4 separate regions of the Mus musculus genome follow, and all the other regions are linked to region 2. A link is a contact called in public HiChIP or PLAC-seq and promoter capture Hi-C data. All regions are on one chromosome and are shown on one strand. The core of a region is the stretch at or near the end of the contact, and the rest is flanking DNA. Distances in the headings are between cores, read along the strand shown. Region 1 has its middle 24 kb from the start of Gm7168. Region 2 has its middle 7.9 kb from the start of Gm24867. Region 3 overlaps 2700054A10Rik (RIKEN cDNA 2700054A10 gene). Region 4 overlaps Afdn (afadin, adherens junction formation factor).

Region 1 (2,808 bases), core at 207-2,706, 240 kb before region 2:
TGAAGTCACTTAACCCTGATAGTTCCTTTTTGGTAAGGAGGGGTGTCTGGATGACCTGTCTGCTGACGTGTGGTGATGTCACCTACTGTTTCTGGGTTGTGGCTGATCTGAAGCTCTATGACTAATAGTGTTTGTTTCAAGTATTTGCATAATGATGAATGTACCCAAGTTCGGGCTTATGTAATGTTCTTAGTGGGCTGCTTTCTTCTTTATTTCTTCTGATTAGTTTTGGCTTCTAATCCCTCAGGTATTACAAAAGCCAACACCTGCCTGTTTCCTGGGCATTTGTTTGCAATATTTTCCCATAGCTTTACTCTAAGGTATGGTCTGTCCTTGAAGGTGAGGTTTATTTCTTGTAAGCAACAAAAAGGACAACAGGGTCCTGTTTTCTAATCCTACCCAGAATGTTTTGGATGAGGAACTGAGGTCATTACTAACAGACATGTGTTCTGTATGGTCCTTTACCGATTGTATGGCATTTGCTTTCTCAGGCCTGCTTCACCTAACAACTACTGTTTCTCCTTCACTGTTAGCCTTGTGGGCATGCTCATCCTTCTGTCTAGAATGAGGCATTCCTTCCAGGATTCTTGGAGGGACTGACATGGCGGTCATAAATTCTTTATTGTGGGATGTTTTACTTTCTTCTTCATTTATGATGGAGAGTTTTGCATGGCAGAGCAAGTTGACTGGGTTGGCATCTATGGTCTTGCAGAACTTGAAGTACATTTTTCTGAGGTCTCCTGGCTTTTAAAGTTTCTTTTGAGAAATCAGCTCTAGCACACTCAGCCTTAAATGGGATATTTATATCACACACTCTGAGACCCAGGGAATATCCTGGGAGAGAAAACAGAAAGAAAAAAAAAATGGGTTGTGGGTGGGGGAAGGGCTGTGTACTGTCTTCTAAGTATGATGCAGCCATTTTGATCATGAACAGATTACAGTTGCCTACTCCAGGCCTACACGAGCAGACATGACATGTGGGGGGCTCAGTGGGCCCACCCTCTCTGCTGAACTGTTAGCTACCGATGGATTCAGGAGAGAGGTTGAGTCCTTATGGTCAGTTGTGGGCCCAATGCATGGACCACTAACTCCACTGGCTAACTCCAGACCCACTGTCATACAGATGGTCCTGGTTAAACTTAGCAGATCACAAACAAAACAAAGGCATGGACATGAGAAAGAGGCTTACAGAGAAGGAGCTGACAGAAGTAGGAGAATAAGGGACTGTGGGGGCCAAGATGAATCAGAATGCTGTGTGTGTGTGTGTGTGTGTGTGTGTGTGTTTCTAAAAAGACCCTTGTGGTGAAGAAAACATTTCCTCCAGGATGACAGGGAACATGGTGGACTGCAGCACATCTCGCAGCACAAGAGCTCATCTGACTCTAGTCAGCACACCTCTCTGCTCTGTTCCAGGAGAAAGTCTCATGACAAACACTGAGTCATGCTGTGTCACCCACTGCTAGGCTATCACTGTCTCAGCCCCTGAAGTACCAGGCATGCTATGGCCAGAATGACAAGCGCTTGTATATAACTGTAACTATCCCTTGGAAATATCTGAACTCACCTATCCAAGAGGAGGGGGTGTGAATATGTCCAAATACCACTGCCTGAGATTCTGCTGGGCCCTACATTCTGGAAGTCAAGGGGAGGTGTCAAATTAGTGTAAGAGGCAGAGAACTACTGCTCAGAAACCTGGAAGAATGTGCCCCACAATTCCCCCCAAGGAATCCCAATGGACAAGATCATAGGAAAGTTTACTGCCTACTGATTTTCAAGCTGGCAGGGTACAGGAAAGCAGGGACAAGCTGTTCACATTATAGTAGAGGCTAAGAAGAGTGGGGATGTGGAAGGAAGGGGAGCAGGGACATGGGAGGGGAGGGCAGACCCTTGGAAACAGATGGATCTTTAGTGGCTTGAATGCTTCTACACTGTTCCCCTGCTGTGTGACTAGGAGGGTTGCTCTGTGGGAGCTCTCTCTGTTGGTCCTGCTCCTTAGGCTTCTTGGCTGATGGCTCTGTTCTTTTGTGCACTTGCTGGGTTGGTCTTAAGAGGCAAGCTGGAAGAACCTACATATCTCCAGCTATGGCCTCACAGGTCGCCAACTATAGGGGATGGGGGAAGCCTCAGTGGGACAATAAACAGAACTTAGGCACTTGGGTTCCCTCTGTCATGCCTGGCCTTGGGGATACCATTACACTGAGAGAAAGAAGCCTGTGATAGAAAACCCCATGGTTAGTTACTGTCATCCTGAAAAAATACTTGCTCACAAACTAGGATAGCTACGGATGGGATCTGTACCTGGAACACTACCAAGTCGCTCATTTGTGAACGTGGCAATGGGAGCTGGTAGATGAACCCTGCATGTCCCTAAGCCCCAGTGCACTGGTATGCCTGACACTGAACCCAGCTCTCCACATCCTCTTGAAGATGTTCATACCTTTCAAACTTGTATGTCTTATCAACCAGAGGACAGCCAGGAAGAGGGTACCACACAAGGACTGTTTCCTAATTGAAGACAAAACAGAGCAGGCAGATTCAGGCAGAGCTCGGTTCATCAAGCAAGGTCAAGGCTGGTAAGTGGTGCCCCAGGCAGCTCCAGCTGCTGCTTGTCTGTGTTGGCAACTCCTCCTGGAACACACAGATAGCTCTGATGACAGATTAGACTTGGCTGCTCAGGGACAATGCTGTGTAACAAAGACAGCAGCCAGATGGTCCTCAAGGCGAGGCATTTGATACTTGGCCCTTCAGAGATAGGGTCTACTGATACTGACATGAGAGCAAAGTTGTACTGTGGGGTGCAAGGAGCCC
Region 2 (2,811 bases), core at 90-2,589:
ATAAATTCTGTATTTAACACAATTGCTTTGAACTAAGGCTTGATGACCAAAGAGTGAGAATATAAGTTTAAACGCACAAGCCCGTCTTTACTTACAATGAGACCGGATGAATTTGAGATTTGAGGATTGCAACTTTCAACTCATGTTAGTGCTGCGACCTCATGGGCAGCCTGAAGGGTCAGGGTCAGAGGTCATCTTGCTTGTTTCTCTTTCTCTCTGTGCAAGCGTGTGAGTGTGTGAGTGTGTTTTTTCTAAACGTTAAAGTTTTGACTTTACTTTTTGGCCTATCTGGATAGGCTATTTGAAGGGTAGACGGGGTGTATTTTGAGATACCCCTTTTTTCAACCCCCTAATCTCAGTGTTAGGGAGGCACATAATCACAGACTCAAAATGCAACAGGCCTAAAACACAGCATTTCCCTGCACCAATGATCTGCAAGCAGAATATTCCGATCAGAACTTTAAGATGCCCTCTGGTGCTCTGTCCCTTCAAGATGTGGCCCTCTGGCCTGCAAGGTTGCTGATCCTAGGCTCGGTCTGGCTGCATCACACTGGACTGTGTGGTTTTAGGTCTGTGCTGAATAGGAGGAAATGGGCGGTGCTCCCAGCTAGAGAGGCAGAAACTCTGACTCAGGCCGGCTTTAAACTAAAGAGGAAGTGGATCACCTCACGCTCCAGGAAAAAGGAAGCCCAGGGCGGGCGTGGCCAGCCCTCCGGATGAATCAACTCTTAACAAAGGCACCTGGCGGGCTGCTTGGGTAGGCGGTCTGTTCTTCCCCAGGCTGCCCCAGTGGGAGCTTTAGTCTGACCCTGCCTTCACTTCTAAGCAGATACAGGGTGGGGTCCTTGGTTGCGCCAGCCTTTGAGGTGGACCCAGCTCCCAGTCAAGGGATTTGACCCTCTGCGGTCAGAGGATTGGCTCGAACTCTTCCCCCTCCCAGGGCAGAGGCCCTGAAAGGAGACAACTTGTAAGCAGTCTAGGCAGCCCCACCCTGGGGTGGGCTGGCCTGCCATAATTAACCAATCCCCATAGTGTCTGGTGTCTGATGTTCTCACCATTGTGGTGAGACCAATCAGATCCACCCCTGCAACCTAGAAAAAAGATCCCAGGGGGAACAGATAAAACTCTGAACAAAACTGCTTTTGTCGGTGGAGCGAGGTGGTCCCCGGTTAGCATTGAGGCAGATTCTTACATCCTCCTCTGTCTTCAGTTGGAGAAGGAAAAAAAAAAGAGAGAGAGAGAGAGAGCCACAGGGAGACCTACTGGAGGTTCTTTAGCCTCTGAGGTACAGGAAAGACCCGGGGGCTGAGCTGGCTGTGTGGGGAAGGAGATGGCACCAGGGTTCAGAGCCTCCACAGTCTTTCAGGGCTAGGACTTAGAGATTCGGGGTAAAGTGCAGAGCCCAGTAGCTGTGTTTGGAACCCAACATATCTCAAGGACAGAGTATGGGCTGGACTGTGATCCAAGGTAAGGTAGAGAGAGTGGGGAGGAGGGCAGTCTGGAAGCGGGGGTGAGGGGCTTAGACTCTCCTGGGAGCCCTTGTACCAAGGGCGGGACAGAAAGGACTTGTGTTCAGGCAACACTCCTGCATGCAGGGCACACAGACTCCTGAGTGTGGCTATCTTAGGCCAGGTCCCAGCAGGCTTCTTTAGCCTCAGAGCAGCAGAGGATTCTGGTTGCTGTGGGCGCTGAGTGTGGGGACAGGATGGGGAGTGACTGTCTCAGCCACAGTGCTGGGTTTTCCGCAAGGCATGTCAAGCTCTTGCTAATACTCATATAACCCTACGGGTTCTCCAGCAGACCTCTCCACTCACTTCCACATGCTCACGCCTGCTCCCTTCAGTTCATAAGCTTCCTCCTTCCTCTGCCCTGTGGCTTTGCCAGGGGCCTCTTTCCACATCCCTGCCTGGAGGCACTGGAGACATTCCTGGCAGACATCAGGGAGTATCTGGCTGGTGGCTCATAGGCCATGGAATGTGCAGAGTCTGAAGGTGTGTTTCACCCGCCTTCTGCCCCAAGGTGACTTATTCTCTGGAGTGGCTTGGGGACTGTTGGGGCTGAACAGCAAGCCATTTACCGGAGAGGACAGTGTGTGCAGATCTCAACGAGCGTATTTGGCCACATGACCCAGGCAGCCTCCTCATCTTCCCACATCTCAATTCTCTTGTGGTTTTGTGGTCAGCCTCAGATTAAATCATGGTTGCCTGGCAGCTGAGACTTGTGAGAGAGTCGCTTTCTCCCAGAGTTACCTGAGATGGGCACAGTCACAGGCTGATGTAGACCAAGGATCCTGAGAAGGCTCTGGGCCCTGACAACCTGTAGAGAGCTTGACCCACCTGTCAGAGTTAGGAGATGGGAGAAACATGCAGGCATTTAGGCTCAAACCTGACTAAGAACAAATTGTTCTATTGTAGTGTATGTGTGCACGTATATGTTCATGTGTACACAGTAATTCTGCATATCACTGCAGGGGCCATATGTCTTTCCCCCTCATGCTCTCCACCTGATTTTTAAAGTCAGTGCTAACATTGAGCCTTGGGCTTACTAATTAAGCTGCTAGGACTGAAGGGCAGCAAGCTCTGGGAATCCTGACTCTCCCTTCCCAGCACTGGATTTGCAGACATGCAGTGCAGAACCCAAATGTTTACAGAGGTGTTGGGGGTCCAAAGTCAGGCTTTCAAGCTGGTGAGGCAAGGGCTTTGCTGACTGAGCCGTTTAAACAGTCTGGGACCTGGAGATACAGCTTAGCCCCAGTACAGTTCTAAGCAACCCTATCCGGCAGTTCACCACTGCCTGTAACTCCAGCGCCCT
Region 3 (2,712 bases), core at 144-2,643, 190 kb after region 2:
TATCTTGTGTAAGCAGGCTGGATCCAAACTAAGTATGTACCATGGTAACCAAGCAACTGAGCCTCAGCCAATCACAGCAGCCAACACTCAGCCAGCCTTAAGTCAGAAGGCTGATAAATTATGCACAAATAAGGCAAAGGGGGAACTGAAACAGTCAGTAGCCTGTGTGGACGCACACGGACTTGAACATGGCTTGGCCCTGAAGACCTGACTGTTCCTAGGACCTCTTGTTTATTCCGATAACCATGGCTAAATCTGACCAGTGTCTGGTTTTCTGGCTTGTTTGGGAAGATATTTGGTTTTCTCCAGCAAACCCAGAATGGACTGAGATGTGAAGATATTTACAGCTTTTCAAAGGTCCTGAGGAGTTGCTTGGCTTTGGGAGAGTCCCATGGATACCGCTCATTGCAGGTTGACAGGCGACATGGTGGAAGTGGTTTTCACAGGTGGCCAGAGCAGGGAGGGGCACCGTCAGTGTGACAGGTTTCTTCCTGACTTCCATGGTCACCCTAGGGGAGGGACACCGAAGTTGGGGTTGAGGAATTTGGAGGTGAAACAGTTCAGGTGAGAGTCCCAGCTCCACAGCTCTGTGCATTCTGAGAAATGTCTTCTTGGACAGGCTGACTCTGCCAGCTTAATAGTATGTGCTTACAGATGCCAAGCTGGCTATGACATCATTGGGCACCACAACCACCGGGACCCCCCCACTGCCCATGCAGCCTACCAGTAGTTGAGGGGTCACTGTAGAAGCCTGTCTCTAACATGATGTCTGTGTTCAGTGCCTGCTCTCTGCTTCTCTGCCTAGACCACTGTGGTTCCAGTGCTGTTTTCCAAGCTACAAAGCTGAGAAAACACGCACACCAACTAAGAAGGAAGAAACTAAGCAATTCATTTGGCTGTCTACCTTTTTATCCAGGGTTTTAGTCTAGGTAGAAAGGAGCCCACTGGTTTCTACCACCCTTTGTTTTCCCAGTTGTGTTTCTCAGGGCCCTCACTGCCCGAGATTGTCGTCAGTTTACAGATTGCAGATCTAGCCCTGTACAAATACTACCTTCCAGATGGCACCAATCTCATGAGTCATACCCATGTCTGATCTCGGAGCAGAGCTGGGCAGACAGAGAGCTCTATTTCAGTGGAGATTGAACAGGAGGGTCAGGCAGTGCCGCAGGAGCCATGCTTGGCCAGGCAGCCTGAATCTTTGCCTCTGGGTCTCACCATCTGTGAGGGGCTTGCCCATTTCACATGTCCCACTGTCACTGCAGTCCCAACAGGCCCCACAATGCACGAGCATCATTTTGCTTTGGCCTCTTGCCATCTTTAAGATAGTGTGAGCTCGGTGAGCCCCTGAGGAATGGAGGGTTTTGCTGAGTCACTTCTGGGTCAGGGCTCCTTCCCTGTGAGCACGTGAGCAGGTGACCACACTGCTTTCCTGGGACCAGCACCCTTCCCTGGCTGCTGCTGTTCTTTCTAAGGCAGATGTTTTGCTCTGTTATGTAAACAGTTTTCTAACCTTTATATTTTTCTGAGGCTCATTAGAGCTGATGGAGAAGTGGATGGACCCTAAATTTGTAAGAGCATTCCCACCCTTCAGCATTCAATGACCTTTGCCCAGAGAGCTTTGAAATACTCCTGGGCCTGGCCCCTGCTCCTAAGCACATATGCAGACATGATTCTAGCAGCTTCTTCAGCTGAATCCCAGCACAGAGCTTACAGTGGTTTCCAGCTCTTCATGTGCACAGTTGTACTGGGGAAGAAGGAAGTACAGAGTCCTGTTATAGGTTAGTTGTGCCCCACCCCAAGGCTCCTAGTTAGAAGCTTCAGTCCTGAGACTACAGATGACCTTATCTGAAGATAGATCCTTATACAGGGGGGATCAAGCTATGAAGTCCTGAGTGTAAGCTTTAATCCAATATGCCTGTATCCTTATAAAAAGGAAAAATGCAGACGGGGACAGATATAAAGGGAAGGTACTGGAAGGAGATGCCATTTATAAATCTCAGGTTAAGCCAGTCCTGCCAACTTGTAGTCTTGACTTTCAGTGTCCAACATTTCTCTCTCTCTCTCTCTCTCTCTCTCTCTCTCTCTCTCTCTCTCTCTCTCTCTCTCTCTGTGTGTGTGTGTGTGCGCGCACGCGTGTACATGCAGGAGAGGGGTGAGCTGTGCACTCTCCACCTCCTTGAGATGAGGTCTCTCATAGGAAATTCAACTGGCAGAAAAGCCAAAGGACCCTCCTGTCTTCTCCCTGCACACAGTGAGACTCCAAGCGCTGCCGTGCCTGGCTTTTTGCGTGGGTGCTGAAGACGTGACATTGGGTTCTCACACTTACAAAGTGCTGAACCATCTAGCCCGCCCAAGAAATGAAGCTGCTGTGTAAGCTACGGCTGGTGGGATTTGGTCAGCGGCCCTAGTGGACTCCCATGCACACCACAGTGGAGTCATGGTGGATGGGGATACACGTGGGTTTGAGGATACATCTTATGAACTTGGGGCTTGTTCCTGCCCCTACTCCCTGTTAGGCACTGCAGTCTGGCGTCACGGAGAGGGCCAGGGCCAGGCTTCCCTGCTGTAGAGCCTCTGCATTTGCTCACAGATCCCAGATTTTTTTGAGACTTGGAAGGAAGGTGTCTTAGCGTTTTACTGCTGTGAACACACACCATGACCAAGGCAACTCTTAAAAGGACAACATTTAATTGGGGCTGGCTTCCAGGTTCA
Region 4 (2,807 bases), core at 252-2,751, 180 kb before region 2:
TTCTGGGCTCCTCCAAGGGCTTAGGTCACTTCTCCAGCCAGGCCCTTTGTAGCACACGCGTTGTCCTCTAGGCTCCAGATGCCTGTACTCCACTGCTGCTGCTGCTCTTGGTGGTCATCTCATGGTACTGGCATCTCCAAAACCAGTACCACCTGGGTGACCCTTACACATTAACAAGTCCCGCTGCAGCAGGAGTACAACCTTGACTATCTTTGGAACACAGCCTCTTTGTGCTTTCAGAAAACACTTCTCAGAAGATGTCACCTCAACGATGCTGGTCTCTTCTTAATCACCGCTAATTGCTTAGCTCCAGCTAACCTGCATCAAAAGCTCCTTTCTCTGTGATAACTCCAGCTGTGTCAAGTTGACACAGAACCAGCCAGTACAGGAACCTTATGATTTAATCTAAGATTTAAAAACTTAAAACTCGGGTATTTAGTTTAAAAGAACTAACTGTAACATCATTAAGGCAGTAATTAGCCAATTGTTTCTTAAAAAAATATTGCAATATATAGTAAAAATATGCTGTAATATATAGTAGTAAAAAGCAGTAATTAGCCAATTGTTTCTTAAAAAAATATTGCAATATATAGTAAAAATATGCTGTAATATATAGTAGTAAAAATAAACACAGTAGTAAATATTTTAATATATTTAAACTATAAGTTGATATTTTCATGTTTTAAAAAAGAACAGCACATCAAAAAGCTGTGGAGAAAGTCTACTCTGAAGCTATCAAATGTAGCCGAAAGTTATGAGCACCTGACTATGTCTGCTTTTGCAAATTATACAACGGCAGTTACCATTTAAAGCCATTTCTACCATATTATAACTAGTAGGGCTAAATCTTATGGGTTTTTTTTTTCCTGAATAAAAAAATATCATAAGAACTTCACATTTTTATGAACCTTAAATATTTGCAACATAAACAGAGAACAACAACAATCTGGGTATGTAATTACAAGCTACGTTACAAGCCTCACTCTAGATGAGCAAGTTAATTATTAACAGGTTTGAACAAGCCAGAGTGCAGGAGGAAGCATTCTTTAAGGATCAGTTTGCACAAGAACATTCAGGACAACACCCTGAAGAAACTCACCACTGATTCTGCCCTTCCGACAACAGAGAACCACATGTTATCTCCAGGACAACAGCCTCGAGCTGGAGACTAGTTGTCTACTTCTCTCAGTTCCCACAGCAAGCAGCACAGCTGGCTTTTCGGGACTGGCTGGCCACAATGCCGACTGGGTGCTGTGACACTGTATGGCATTTATCAACAGGAACTGGAACCAACGCAACACTCAGGTTCTTATGCAACCCAGCCACTCAGATTTTCATTCCCTTCGTCCTTTACTAAACTTTAAAGGGTTATAAAAATGAACGGGAATTGTTTGTATTTTAAAAATCCAAATTAAACAGGAAGCGTCGGCACGGTGCTATCCCACAGACGAGTAAGAAGTAGCATGCTGAACTCTCCAAAAGCAATGTCTCCAAAAGTAAACTGCAAACCCACATCGCTTCCAAATCATCTGGATTTCATAATGTTTAACCACCATGTGGAGGGCAAGGAGAAGAACTTAATATCAAAACACGGTTCTGGGTTACAGCAACAGAGACATGCAGCAATTAAAAAAGGGAAGAGGCCTGAGTTAGACACTCAAATTTGCAGCAAACAACAGAAAGGTTTGGGGTGACAGGAAAATACAGTGGGCTGGGTGGAAGTAAGAGCTACATGGAATAAGCAGCTACTGCCAGTGTTTTTGATGGCTTCTTACTCAATCATGAGGGAACACAATCATCACTAAGTCTTAAAGGCACAGAGACAGACAAGCCCATAGGCCTGCAGAGCCCTCAGGCCGAGGGCAGCCTACAAGTAGCTAAGCAGGAGACAGGGCTGACCATCCCAACATGTACCAGAGGTCATCACTATTATCTATATAGACCTAAACACTTCTCACCTGTGCTGTGCTGTCCAGCAGCTGTCCACCCAAGGCGACCTGTGCTTTCTTTGGCTGAGCCTTCCTTCCTATACTATAAACATGACACATACAGAGTGGAATAGGCACAGTGAAACGCTATTTACCTGTGTCGTCCAGAAAACAGATGTTAGGGATACTATTATTCATATATTAAAAATGGCACACTGTCCAGTTTACAAAGTATTTTTAGTTATTTCATTCAGAGTGCCCAATTACCAATTCCTAAATTTTATCTCTGGCTCTAACTTTTTGAGCTCCATTTTCCAATCCCCTGCTAGAAAACACATTAGTTTATCTTACCAGGATCCCAAAATTTCAAGTGTGACATATTCAATCCTGAACTTACAATTAACCTCCACCAACTTCTGCCTGTTCTTTTTCTGACAGTTTTGCCTTCAGGACCCAGCGGCTCAAGTCAGAACCAGATTCTCTGTTTCTCCCCTCAATTCATCCCATCTGAGCACTGCCATGCAGCAAGTATCTACCACCACTGACCATGACCAAGGAACTACCTGCCACTCATCAAGGCAGGAGATAACACATTCCCTCACAAGGGTCTGGTACATTTCTGCTACTGATTACCTCTGCCACCTCTGCTACTAGGATCTTTCATTGCAAAATGAGTGCAGAAACCCTGTGAATTAGCTACTTTTCTCCTGCTATAAAAAGAAAAGCCAAAAACTCAAAACAACAACAATAAAAACAAACAAAAAATGATAAAAGCAACTTAAAAGATAGTTTTTGTTCGTGTCTCATGGTTTGAGGCGGTTAAGTCCATCATCACTGTTGAAAAGCTGTGGCAGCGAGAAGAAGAGGGGCCTGGTCACA

Evidence for each region. HiChIP or PLAC-seq counts read pairs in DNA pulled down with a chosen protein or histone mark. Capture Hi-C pulls out chosen DNA fragments and counts their contacts.
Region 1: a FOXA1 HiChIP or PLAC-seq map of pancreatic cancer cells shows a contact between it and region 2. The contact joins two enhancer-like sites. A contact is called at or near these places in 1 of 484 Hi-C or Micro-C datasets (extraembryonic endoderm stem cells) and 3 of 115 datasets of contacts at active chromatin or transcription factors (extraembryonic endoderm stem cells, pancreatic cancer cells and trophoblast stem cells).
Region 3: a CTCF HiChIP or PLAC-seq map of the NIH/3T3 cell line shows a contact between it and region 2, with 8 read pairs. The contact joins two enhancer-like sites. A contact is called at or near these places in 1 of 39 promoter capture datasets (cranial neural crest), 1 of 15 datasets of contacts at CTCF or cohesin (the NIH/3T3 cell line), 1 of 484 Hi-C or Micro-C datasets (nephron progenitors) and 7 of 115 datasets of contacts at active chromatin or transcription factors (CD8 T cells, the SCID.adh cell line, embryonic fibroblasts and 4 more).
Region 4: a promoter capture Hi-C map of liver shows a contact between it and region 2. The contact joins two enhancer-like sites. A contact is called at or near these places in 1 of 15 datasets of contacts at CTCF or cohesin (embryonic stem cells), 1 of 484 Hi-C or Micro-C datasets (macrophages), 5 of 115 datasets of contacts at active chromatin or transcription factors (the SCID.adh cell line, embryonic stem cells, extraembryonic endoderm stem cells and 1 more) and 2 of 9 other capture datasets (adipose tissue and liver).

What each region holds. Positions count from the first base shown.
Region 1 is chr17:13,923,434-13,926,241 of GRCm38.p6, reverse strand. No RefSeq gene overlaps it. Among named protein-coding and RNA genes, the nearest start is that of Gm7168, 24 kb to the left of the region's middle. Within about 2 kb of position 1,456, at least 48 of the 459 cell types and tissues checked have an H3K27ac peak or open chromatin away from gene starts, as enhancers often do. A contact at or near this core is called in extraembryonic endoderm stem cells, pancreatic cancer cells and trophoblast stem cells, where this site is marked.
Region 2 is chr17:13,681,834-13,684,644 of GRCm38.p6, reverse strand. No RefSeq gene overlaps it. Among named protein-coding and RNA genes, the nearest start is that of Gm24867, 7.9 kb to the right of the region's middle. Within about 2 kb of position 1,339, at least 331 of the 459 cell types and tissues checked have an H3K27ac peak or open chromatin away from gene starts, as enhancers often do. A contact at or near this core is called in the NIH/3T3 cell line, the SCID.adh cell line, adipose tissue and 5 more, where this site is marked.
Region 3 is chr17:13,491,477-13,494,188 of GRCm38.p6, reverse strand. The region is part of intron 3 of 2700054A10Rik (RIKEN cDNA 2700054A10 gene); the gene reads left to right. Among named protein-coding and RNA genes, the nearest start is that of Gm26375, 41 kb to the left of the region's middle. Within about 2 kb of position 1,393, at least 35 of the 459 cell types and tissues checked have an H3K27ac peak or open chromatin away from gene starts, as enhancers often do. A contact at or near this core is called in the NIH/3T3 cell line, the SCID.adh cell line, embryonic fibroblasts and 1 more, where this site is marked.
Region 4 is chr17:13,866,010-13,868,816 of GRCm38.p6, reverse strand. The region is part of intron 22 of Afdn (afadin, adherens junction formation factor); the gene reads right to left. Among named protein-coding and RNA genes, the nearest start is that of Gm7168, 81 kb to the left of the region's middle. Within about 2 kb of position 1,501, at least 134 of the 459 cell types and tissues checked have an H3K27ac peak or open chromatin away from gene starts, as enhancers often do. A contact at or near this core is called in adipose tissue, extraembryonic endoderm stem cells, liver and 1 more, where this site is marked.